Linked DNA regions of Mus musculus: all the other regions are linked to region 1. A link is a contact called in public Hi-C and promoter capture Hi-C data. All regions are on one chromosome and are shown on one strand. Each heading gives the region's core, a stretch centred on a gene start, on an enhancer-like site or on the middle of the called end of the contact. The rest is flanking DNA. Distances are from core to core; before and after follow the strand shown. Region 1 holds the start of Ufl1 (UFM1 specific ligase 1). Region 2 holds the start of Cpne3 (copine III). Region 3 holds the start of Wwp1 (WW domain containing E3 ubiquitin protein ligase 1).

The links. Promoter capture Hi-C pulls out the DNA fragments that hold promoters and counts their contacts. Hi-C and Micro-C count contacts between places; a contact is called where the count stands out from the background.
Region 2: a contact with region 1 is called in a Hi-C map of muscle stem cells, with 5 times the contacts expected there. The contact joins the promoter of Cpne3 here to the promoter of Ufl1 in region 1. A contact is called at or near these places in 1 of 39 promoter capture datasets (pre-B cells) and 1 of 484 Hi-C or Micro-C datasets (muscle stem cells).
Region 3: a contact with region 1 is called in a promoter capture Hi-C map of pre-B cells. The contact joins the promoter of Wwp1 here to the promoter of Ufl1 in region 1. A contact is called at or near these places in 1 of 39 promoter capture datasets (pre-B cells) and 1 of 484 Hi-C or Micro-C datasets (CD4 T cells).

The regions. Positions count from the first base shown.
Region 1 is chr4:25,280,152-25,283,354 of GRCm38.p6, forward strand. Ufl1 (UFM1 specific ligase 1) reads right to left here and starts at 1,670. Exons shown (of 20, transcript NM_001355512.1): 1 at 1,525-1,670; 2 at 472-617. The coding sequence starts at 1,601.
Region 2 is chr4:19,568,656-19,571,858 of GRCm38.p6, forward strand. It overlaps Cpne3 (copine III), which reads right to left and starts at 1,453. Exons shown (of 16, transcript NM_027769.3): 1 at 1,346-1,453.
Region 3 is chr4:19,707,360-19,710,562 of GRCm38.p6, forward strand. It overlaps Wwp1 (WW domain containing E3 ubiquitin protein ligase 1), which reads right to left and starts at 1,645. Exons shown (of 25, transcript NM_177327.5): 1 at 1,480-1,645.

The DNA.
Region 1 (3,203 bases), core at 420-2,919:
CATATATATACACACACATATATACATATATACATATATGTATATGCATATATATACCACATATATACTATATATATCACATATATATATATATATATATATGGTATATATACACATACACACATATATAGTACATTTAATTCAATACAACAAAAACATGGTATTTGTTAAGTGGCAATAGTTAAGGTCATGTTTGCATGAACCTGTAAGATTATGTTCATATGAACATACGAAGGTTGACTGCATGATCCTATGAAGGCTGATCATCAAGTTATCAGTAGAGAAGGGTTACAGCTCAGGGGTAGTATTTGCCTAGTTTGTGCTCTGGATCTGATACCCAACACAAAGAGGAAAGAAGGAGCCATTGAGGAGAATGCCCTATAACCTCCACGTAAGTACTTATTTTTAATTTAATGTATTTTCTTCAAACATCCGGTAAAGACAAAAGCATGACACTGAGGAATTACTTACCACCTCGGACATGTAGCTCGTCTCTCATTTCTTTACTGATTTGGGCTGGAGTGATATATTCCTTGCCGTCAAGTGTATGGACTACTTCCAGCTGTTTCTGAGAGATCAATTTATTCACAATCTCAATGCAGTTCCGCTCTGACAACCTGTGCGAAGCCAGGAGTTTAAGAGTGTACTTGCTATGCCGCCCCCCCCCCCCCCAGGTATTTGAAAGCAAAATTTTGAGTAACTTCTACATTACAAAATCTGTCCTTTATTAGTATGATGATATTGGTTGAGTAATTTAAAAAGAAAACTTGAGAGTAGGTTTATATTCCCTTGAATTATTTATTTAATTCACACACGTCACTGTATTATGATTCTACAGATGTTCTCTCCTAGTCCTGCCTTCAAGTATCAAATTTTCCAGCTGAAAACAAACAAACTTTTCTTTAAAATCACAGTATGTTGGCCTTACTGGTACAGTTGGTGTACAGACAGGTCATGTGGCTTAGCAGAACTATAGGTACTATAATGTTAGCTACTCACAGCCATCTTGCACTAAATTTTTTCCCCGGGTTTTGTTGTTTGTTTGTTGTGAGAGTGTATGTATGTCTGTAGCTCTCAATGTTATAGAACAGCATCAACGGACTACTGTGTTTAGGTCCAAGAGAAATAAAATACTACAAGAACTCGTTGACAGGGAGACAAAGTCTATTCGCCTTATATATGCGATGTGTAATCACGGGCGCAGAGTCGGGGTAATTCGGCCACTCCCCCATTTCTGGAGTGTAGAAAAGTTGGTGTCCCGGAGTCCCTAAAATATGACAGATGGCATGTGGGCCTGGCTTAGATCTGTGGCTGCACGTAAAAAGGATTTGGAGGAGGGACAGACTACTTGCTGCGCGCTGCACTGGGGACTTTGCAAGCTCGCCCTAGGCCGGGCAGCGAGCGCCTCTACCGACAGCCGCCGCAGCAGACCGGCTCCGGGGTCCCACCGCGTTCCGGCAGGCAGTGCGGGAGCGGGGCAGCGTCCCGGGCCTAAGCCGGCTCCACACCGCAGGGAACCAGCACCTTTGCGTGGACTCTGCAAACTGCGCCCGCTGGAAGTCAGCCGCCAGCCGCCGGATCTCCTCCCAGGCGTCCGCCATCACTGCTCCGCTCGCCCCGACACAGGGAAACGGCAGACACGTCAGCCTTCAGCCTGCCGCAGGCACCCCGGGACGGACCGCGCAGAGGGCCAAGAGACCTGCGTCAAGGAAATTCGCGAACAGAAACGCGACTGCCGAGCTCTCCGCCCTCAGCTGGGCGTGGCCTGCGGGAAGCGGCTTCCTAAACTCCTACAAAGCCAAGCTGATGCTGACTCAGTAATCCTTTTTGCAAGGTTCCTGTTTCTGTCCAGCAACCATCAAATGATCTTCCGCCCTTGCTGAGCGGACGAGACATACTTCTTTTGTGGGACTCTTACAAACCGTGACTAATCCACTTTGAACAGTGAATGGGGCTTTTACTTGAGCCAAGAATGAAGTCAGTTTTAGAGAAACTTGTTCCACACTACTGCATCAGTTTGAATTTTGTTCTTCCAAAATGAATCTATTTGGGTATAGCAAACGCCATGGACTTCAGTTCATGTGTTCTAAAGCTTATTATTATTATTATTATTATTATTATTATTATTATTATTATTATTTACTCGGACAAAGGAATAATCGTTGCTGGGAGTGAAACTAGGGAAGGCAATGGCATTGTACTTCTTAGACAAGATAACTGCTGCCATTGTTTATTCACACATACCATTTTCCAATCTTAATCAATGGGGAAATCAGAAGGCTGATTGTACTTAGTAAAGAATATTTTGCTTCTTTCCTATGTAAATATATTAGTCCATATAACACGTCCAGTAGATAAATCCATTTGGCTTCTGAAGTGCCTAGCTTTGATTAAATTTAGAGAACTCCATGATAAAGCTTGGCATTCCATCTTATCCTTTGAAGCAGACTCTCTCAGAAAGGTAGGCCAGCCTCCCATCAAGTAGGTTTACTGGCCAGCCAGCCCCTGAGTTTCCTCCTGGCTTCATCTCCCAGTCAGGTTGATGATCATACCCAGGTTTCAAGATGAGCTTGGGCTCTGAATTCAAGTCTGTATGCTTGCACAGAGAGCACTTTAACCTTCAAGCATCTTCCCACCCATCATTTTAAGTGCTTTGGAGGGAGGGAGGGAGGGAGGGAGGGAGGGAGGGAGGGAGGTAGTAATTTTTGACCAATATATGATATTACAGAGGAACTTTAAACAGAGCAAACACTACGCAGCTGTTTTTTAAAGGGTAGGAGATTCTTTTAAAGAACGAACTTGTATAGATTTGGAGAGCTGACATTCCATTCTTTATAAAATTTTATGATAGCTGTCTGTAGTTGTACAAATACCTTGTTAATGTTGACATGCAGACAGTCTGTGGATAGTTGATGTCTTTAGCTACAGTGTGTACAGGATTTATTACACATTCTTGGAATCATTTAGAAATTGTCTTTTGACATAAAAACAAATTAGAGACAGCAATGAAACACTGTGATGCTTGAACATATGCATACATGGATAACATTTGCATTATATCAAACACCTAACATATATTATCCAAGATTAAACATTTGACATCCTTCCTCCTAGTGCTATAAGATATAAAGTACGTGGTTGATGTGATGATTTGTATATGCTTAACCCAGGGAGTGACACTATTTGGAGGTGTGGCCTTGTTG
Region 2 (3,203 bases), core at 203-2,702, 5.7 Mb before region 1:
TGTCTCATTAAGAGAGCTTCTGCATGGTCCAATCTTGGAGATGAGGCACTAGATTTTCAGGCTCGAGTGGGGTGCATTTTTCAACTCATCAGCCAAAAGGGGCCGCCTTTTAAAAAATATTCTCAAAACAGAGGGGGCAGGGTGAGGGGGAGTGTTGAAAAGCAGATAGATTCTGAGAATCCACTGTTGTCACTACAACTACCATCATCATTTATCTTATCGTTATTTATGTATCAGACACTTCGATGAGTGATCTACAAACATTTTATTTAGCCCTCACCACTCTGACACATCAGTGCTATATCCATTTTACAAATGTAGAAACACACCATAAAGGGTTGGGCATCCCACCCAAAGGTTAGACAGATAACAAAACCTCAGAACATACTTGAAACTAGACAGATAGTCACTGCCTTTCTTGTGAAATAAGATTCACTTACTTTTGTAAATCGTAAAGTATTAAAAAAAAAGTACAGACCACAATCGAAACCTAATGCTACCACTTTCAGAGGTGCCAAGTTTCATAAATTAATTCCAGTTTCCTGAGGAGTGAAAAAGATAATAGTCGCATTTATGCTTGTTGTGAGCTAACTATATATAAAAATGGTCTTAACACAGAGGTTGTGGGTCACTGCAAACCACTGGTTATTTTAATCCTACTTCACCCTCTGATTATTGGCGGCCACAAACACAACAGAAAGAAACAAAAGCTGATCGCAGTCAAGTGCATTAGCGCCAACACTAACGGTCACTATGCTCTCAAGTTTCTGACTGCAAAACAAGTAAGTGGCACTGCCCTTCCTTCGCGTCGCGTGTGCAGTGAGCCCAAAGCCCTGGACACAGGTGCAGGAGCTTGCTAGGACTTCACCCAGGCCCAGCTTTGCACCGAATTCAGTAGCACCTTTTCCCTCAGCACGCAGCCTTTCCTCCACCGTTCCCCCACACGACCGGTTCGTCTGGTTCACCAATCTTTCCCCGCTGAGCGGGACCGAGATTTCGGGGCTGTAACCCTTCGCCCCACCCTGCCCTTCCACTCGAGGCCCGCGGATCCCCGGCAGGGTTCTTCAGGTGCGCGAGCCGCAGGCCCAGGAGGCGCTCGCGGCCCCCAGGCTGACCCCCAGCCCCGGACTTCCACGGGCCGCGGACCCAGCACGCGACACTCGGGAGTCCCCAGAGTGGGCACCGGAAACCCACGGAGCACTTCCAGCGCCCGGGGCCCGGAGGGACGGGCCATGGAAGCCTGAGGGCCCTAAGTCTTCCCGCCCGGGACCGGCCCGCTTCCCGGGAGGCTGCAGGCTTGGGCTGGGACACACGGCTCCGGAGCTGGGAAAAGTCACGCACTCACGTGCTATATCGCCGCAGAAGTCGAGTGAGGGTGGAGAGCCAGCGAGGAGCACCGCAAGGCGGCAGGACCGCAGGGGCTTTACTGGAACCTGAGGGCTGGACCGCGGAGGGGCGGGGCTCGTGGGCGGAGTCCCGGAGCGGAGGGGCGAGGGCGGAGCTTGTGGGCGGGACCAAGGTGAAGTTTTGCTTTTGATAGGGAGCTTGCTGCCCAACCCATTTCAACCCATTTTCACTCCCAGTTTTCTTTGCTGCGCCTCAACCCGCTGACCTTTTAAAGAATTCTTACAAAACCCGTAATTGACTTTAGGCAGTAAAATATCTGATCTGGTCTGGGGGGGAGGGGGGGGGGGCTCGGAAGTGAAGAGCACTTGTTGCTCTTGCAGAGTTCCCGGTTTGTAGCTCACAAACATCTAGCACATTCCAGAGGATCTGGCATTCTCTTCTGATCTCCCCAAGGCAGCAGGCAGGTGTGTGTGTATGTGTGTGTGTGTGTGTGTGTGTGTGTGTGTGTGTGTGTGTACAAACATGCAAGCAAAACATTCATACATGCAAAGCAAAACAAATAAACCTTAAAAAAATAAAGAAAGAAAACAGATCTGGACAAGGAAATAGTGTGAAATGCCAGCTCTTAAGCATCCTTCTGTAGAGCGTACACCTTCCCAGAGTAATTTTACATGCTTATTTTATTTAATATATATTTATTTTATTTGGTCGTCACAAAAGCTTTGTTATGTGTTTAGCGCCACGTGCCTTTTCATAAGAATGGTGCAAGAAAATACTGTGAAATGTGGTAGGTAAACAGTTGTTCAATTTGCCTAAAGTCATCAGATTATGCTAATCTCAAAATGCCTATGGTGATGGGTACTCAAAGTCACATCCTTCTATTGAATGAAAATTTAAAATATCTGCTGGAAAAAAATGGGATAAAAATCAACAAAGACAAACGAACAGTATTACAAAAGTTACTTCACTTACATTGGTGAGGGGAAAAAGGCGGGGGGGGGGGGGGACACTCAATAGAAAGGACTAAAGAATGGAATGTGATATGTAAGCTTCCAGAGGAGAAAGGTCATCTCAGTCTTACCCAGCAGTGAACCCTAGAGCGCCAGTGATGAGCAGCCTGGAAAGACATGCCCTTTGTGCAATAGTGGCAGGAATATCATGGAAATAACTCACCACTTTCTGATTGGATTTAAGTTCCACTCCACTCCACAAAATGAAATCCATACCTGGCACTATTATCGAGGCAAAAACAACAGCTAGGCAGGTCACAGACCCAGGGGAGAATCTACTATAAATATTCTGCTCAATGGACAGAGTATCAAGTCAGCTCCTAATGGCTTTTCGTTAAACTCATAGATTAATGCACCTCTCCGCTCTCATCAGAGCAGCTTCTGTTTGCAGCCGTGGTGAACAGAGTCCCGCAAATGTCCAAGGCACAGAGGGTGAGACTAAGGAAAGCATACCCCTAAATGGGATAGTTGCATCATGCCCCCTCCTTCCAAGACCCAGCAGTGATCATTAAAGAAGACAGAAAGCAAAGAATGTAAGAGCTAGAGTCTTCTGGGCAGTTTTAAATGTGAGCTCACTGCAACTTTGACAGCCTGGAATGACCTGCAAAAGCTCAGGTTGGACAAATTCTCAGCATGGAGAGGGGCAATAGGTATAAAGTCTCACTCTTAGCTGTATATTAGTAATGTAGTAGCAACTGAAAACTGCTGGGAGAAAGTGAGTTTGTTTCCTTCAAGAGATTGCCTCTCGTAGGTCAACCATGCTCACCTTTAGTCTACTTTGGACATAGAAGGATCCAAAATAAGATGTAAATTAGATATGACCTAGTCATATAAAGCAAACATTCA
Region 3 (3,203 bases), core at 395-2,894, 5.6 Mb before region 1:
GGCATGGTGGCATAGACCTATGACCTCAGAGGCAGGAAGATGGCAAGTTCAAGGCCAGACTGGGCTTTGTAGTGAGATCCTGCCATTTATTCACAGGGACATAAAAGGAGCATCGGTATATAACCCAACACACATACCTCCTCCATAGCCTGCAAAGACAGAAGCTGCTAACCATTTGATCTACATATACCTCCAAATACCTCACTGTCATGCAGTTGATGCTTAATAATTGTGCAAGGATGTAACAGAAATTTCAGCCAACTCAAGAGATTACCATCTCTTTGAAGGCAAGAGACCTGATCAGCCATGCCCTGGGTTTCAAAAGTACAGTGTCTTAAAAGCAGCTCTACATTTTACGTGAAGAATTATTTGGAAATGTTAATAATCTATGTCTCAAAGAGCTAAGTCACATTTCTCAAGCATCTCAATTTCAACAGCTCCAACACTTGGACATTATCTTTGAATTTAAAATGTTAACTAGTTATTTAAAAAATGGTAATTTTCAGTCAGCTTAAGCACATAGTTTTATGGCTCAAGGAAGTTAGATAAATGAAAGAATGTCTTTTTTAAAAGGAGAGTTTTACTAGCAGTTACATACAGACTTGGTGAGACATGTTAAGTGGATTTATACATAAGCAAAAACTCTTACAGAAACCTACAGACAACTGTGAACAGGGTATTTCATCAGGGGTAAAAAAAACACCAAATGGGGAGTGGGAAGGTAACTCTGGCATTTTTTTCCATAACTCTAAGTAGCGGCATTTTAGGGGGAGGAATTCAATTTTATGCACACAAAAAGATGAAACATTAACAGGGAAAACACAGACATTTGTGAAATATTTTATGGTGGACGAGTAAAATATTTCAAAAGCATAATAGATACACCTTCTTTTTGGTAATAATGAAGAGGAATCGCTTAGAGCAAAAGAACTTACAACTCCAAACCGATGAGTAGAAAGCCATACAGCCCTAAGCCACAAACTGATCATTTAAGGACTGTAAAGGCTAAAGGCGACGGGCAAAGTACCAAATCCTAACAATACTACATTTTAAAAGAAGATTTAAAGGAAAAGGACCCAAATCACGAGATGAGGATTAGAAAATTTTGCAAGGTCACTTGAACCTACCAGGTCACCAAAGGTGGAGATTAAGATTGTTGGTGAGAGGAGGTGCGGAGTCAGTGAAAAAAAAAAAAAAGCTGAATGCTAAAAACGTGTCAGAAAAGGACGTTCTGAGGCTGGCGTCCCGGCTCGCGCCGGTGGGATCCGGGTGAAAGTCAGGGCAGCAGTTCTGAGGCGGGGAAGCTGGGACGCCAGCAAGCCGCCGGTCAGGAGGCTGAGCACTGCAGTCACCGAGCCACTTCGCCGGGCTCCGGTGTCACCCGCACAGGCCGGTGCCAGGGCCAGCTCGGGGCAAGCCCGGCGACCCCACCCCGGCGAACTCCGGCCCGGCCGCCCTCCAGAGCCCCGCTGTACTTACCCGCGCAAAGCTGCGGCTCCCGGGGCCCGCAGCCACCGCGGCGGCGCCTCCTCAGCCCTCCGCGCCCAAGATCGCCATCTCGCAGCAGGCGTCGGCCGGGCAGCTCAGGCCGCCCGCAGCCACTCGGATCCCGCACGCCAAGCGCGCCGACACCCGGCCCTCCCCCCACCCACCCCGGCCTACACCTCCCTTCCTCGGGAGCGCGCAGCGTGCTCGCGACTCCGCTGCCGCTGCCGCGCACGGGCGCGCCTCCCCGCCGGGGCCGCTCTGAGCCTCTGGTCCAGACCGGGAATCCAGCTGCCCTCGAGCATGCGCAGCGAGCGCGCGCCCAGCCCGCCTAGGGGCCACTCCGCTCCTCCGGGTCTTCCAGGCGGTCAGGCGGAGAGGCACGCCAACCAATAAGGGAGAGGAGGTGGAGCCAGAGCCGGAAAGGGGGCGGGGCAGCCGCCGGGAAGCCGGTGGTGACTTGTGAACAGCAGCTACCTGGTCTGTTCAGTCAGCTGCAGAGCTTCCTGCATAACCTCAGGGAAGACCCTCCAGGCACGTCCGTGCTTTCGCAGCCAAAGTAGGCTGCGAAGGAAAACCCCTTGACCTCGCTTTAATATTTGATTTAGGGTCCATTAGTAATGGTAGTCACACGAGACCATTGTGTTGGTAATGAAATTGTTCCTTTCTCTTGGCACCACAGTGGCCCAGGGACAAAGCTACTACTGATTGAGCAAGTGCATATATCCCTTTTCGTACAGTTAATGGACACAGTAATTCTGAAAGGTAGCTGTCTCTTGACTCTTTGACACAATGAGTCAACTGGTTTAGAAAAGAGCTGTTGGTAATTTACATTGCGAGAAAGGTCACACTGCAGTGTAATGACCACATTACTCACCATATGGCCCGCCATTCTACTTCAGAGAAAGAACAAAAGTTCTTCCAGAATAAATAGTACATTTAGCCAAACACCTCAGCTAGACCTCACAAATTAATTTAAACCCACCCCAGAGCCGACTAGTTCTCTTGTCAGAAAAGTTCACGAATCCTGGCTTCTTGTTGCCTGTGACACCTTTAACTTCACTACTCCATAGGTAACAAGTTCTCAGCCTAATCACCTTGTAACATTTCTGTTCTAAATATCTTGTTAACATTAAACCACCTTTCTGATTCACTCCGTTGTTGCTGCAACTTTTGAAGAAGAGAAAAAAGTAGTCTACCAAGAAGAACACTAAGGCTCCATGAGTATTTGTAGGACTCAGTAAATACCACTTGAATGAACAAACGTTCATTCTTTTCCACTCTGGTCCATTAGTTACTAGCCCCTAATTTTACATATAAGTTAGGGGCATATGCCTATGGTGCACAAAAATCTCTCAAAAATGTACATGACAATTTTACTTTTCTTCAACCTATTCCTCTTGCTGTGATAAATGACTGGTCCAAAACAACTTAAGGGAAATGGAGTTTACGCTGGCTCATACCTAGTGACCGGAGCTTGAAGCAGCTGGTCACAATAAACCAGAAGTGAGGAAATAGAGTGAGAGGCATGCTTATCATGCCTTTGTTGCATATAGCCCATGGAATGGCCCTGCCCACCTCAGTTACCAGAAGCAAGATAATCCTTTGAAGGCAATGTCAATAGGCCATCTCCCAGGTGATTCTAGATTCTGTCAAGTTTCCAGCGGACACCAAACATCATGTCACTCTAATGCTTAAGGTCATTGGGCACAGTAATA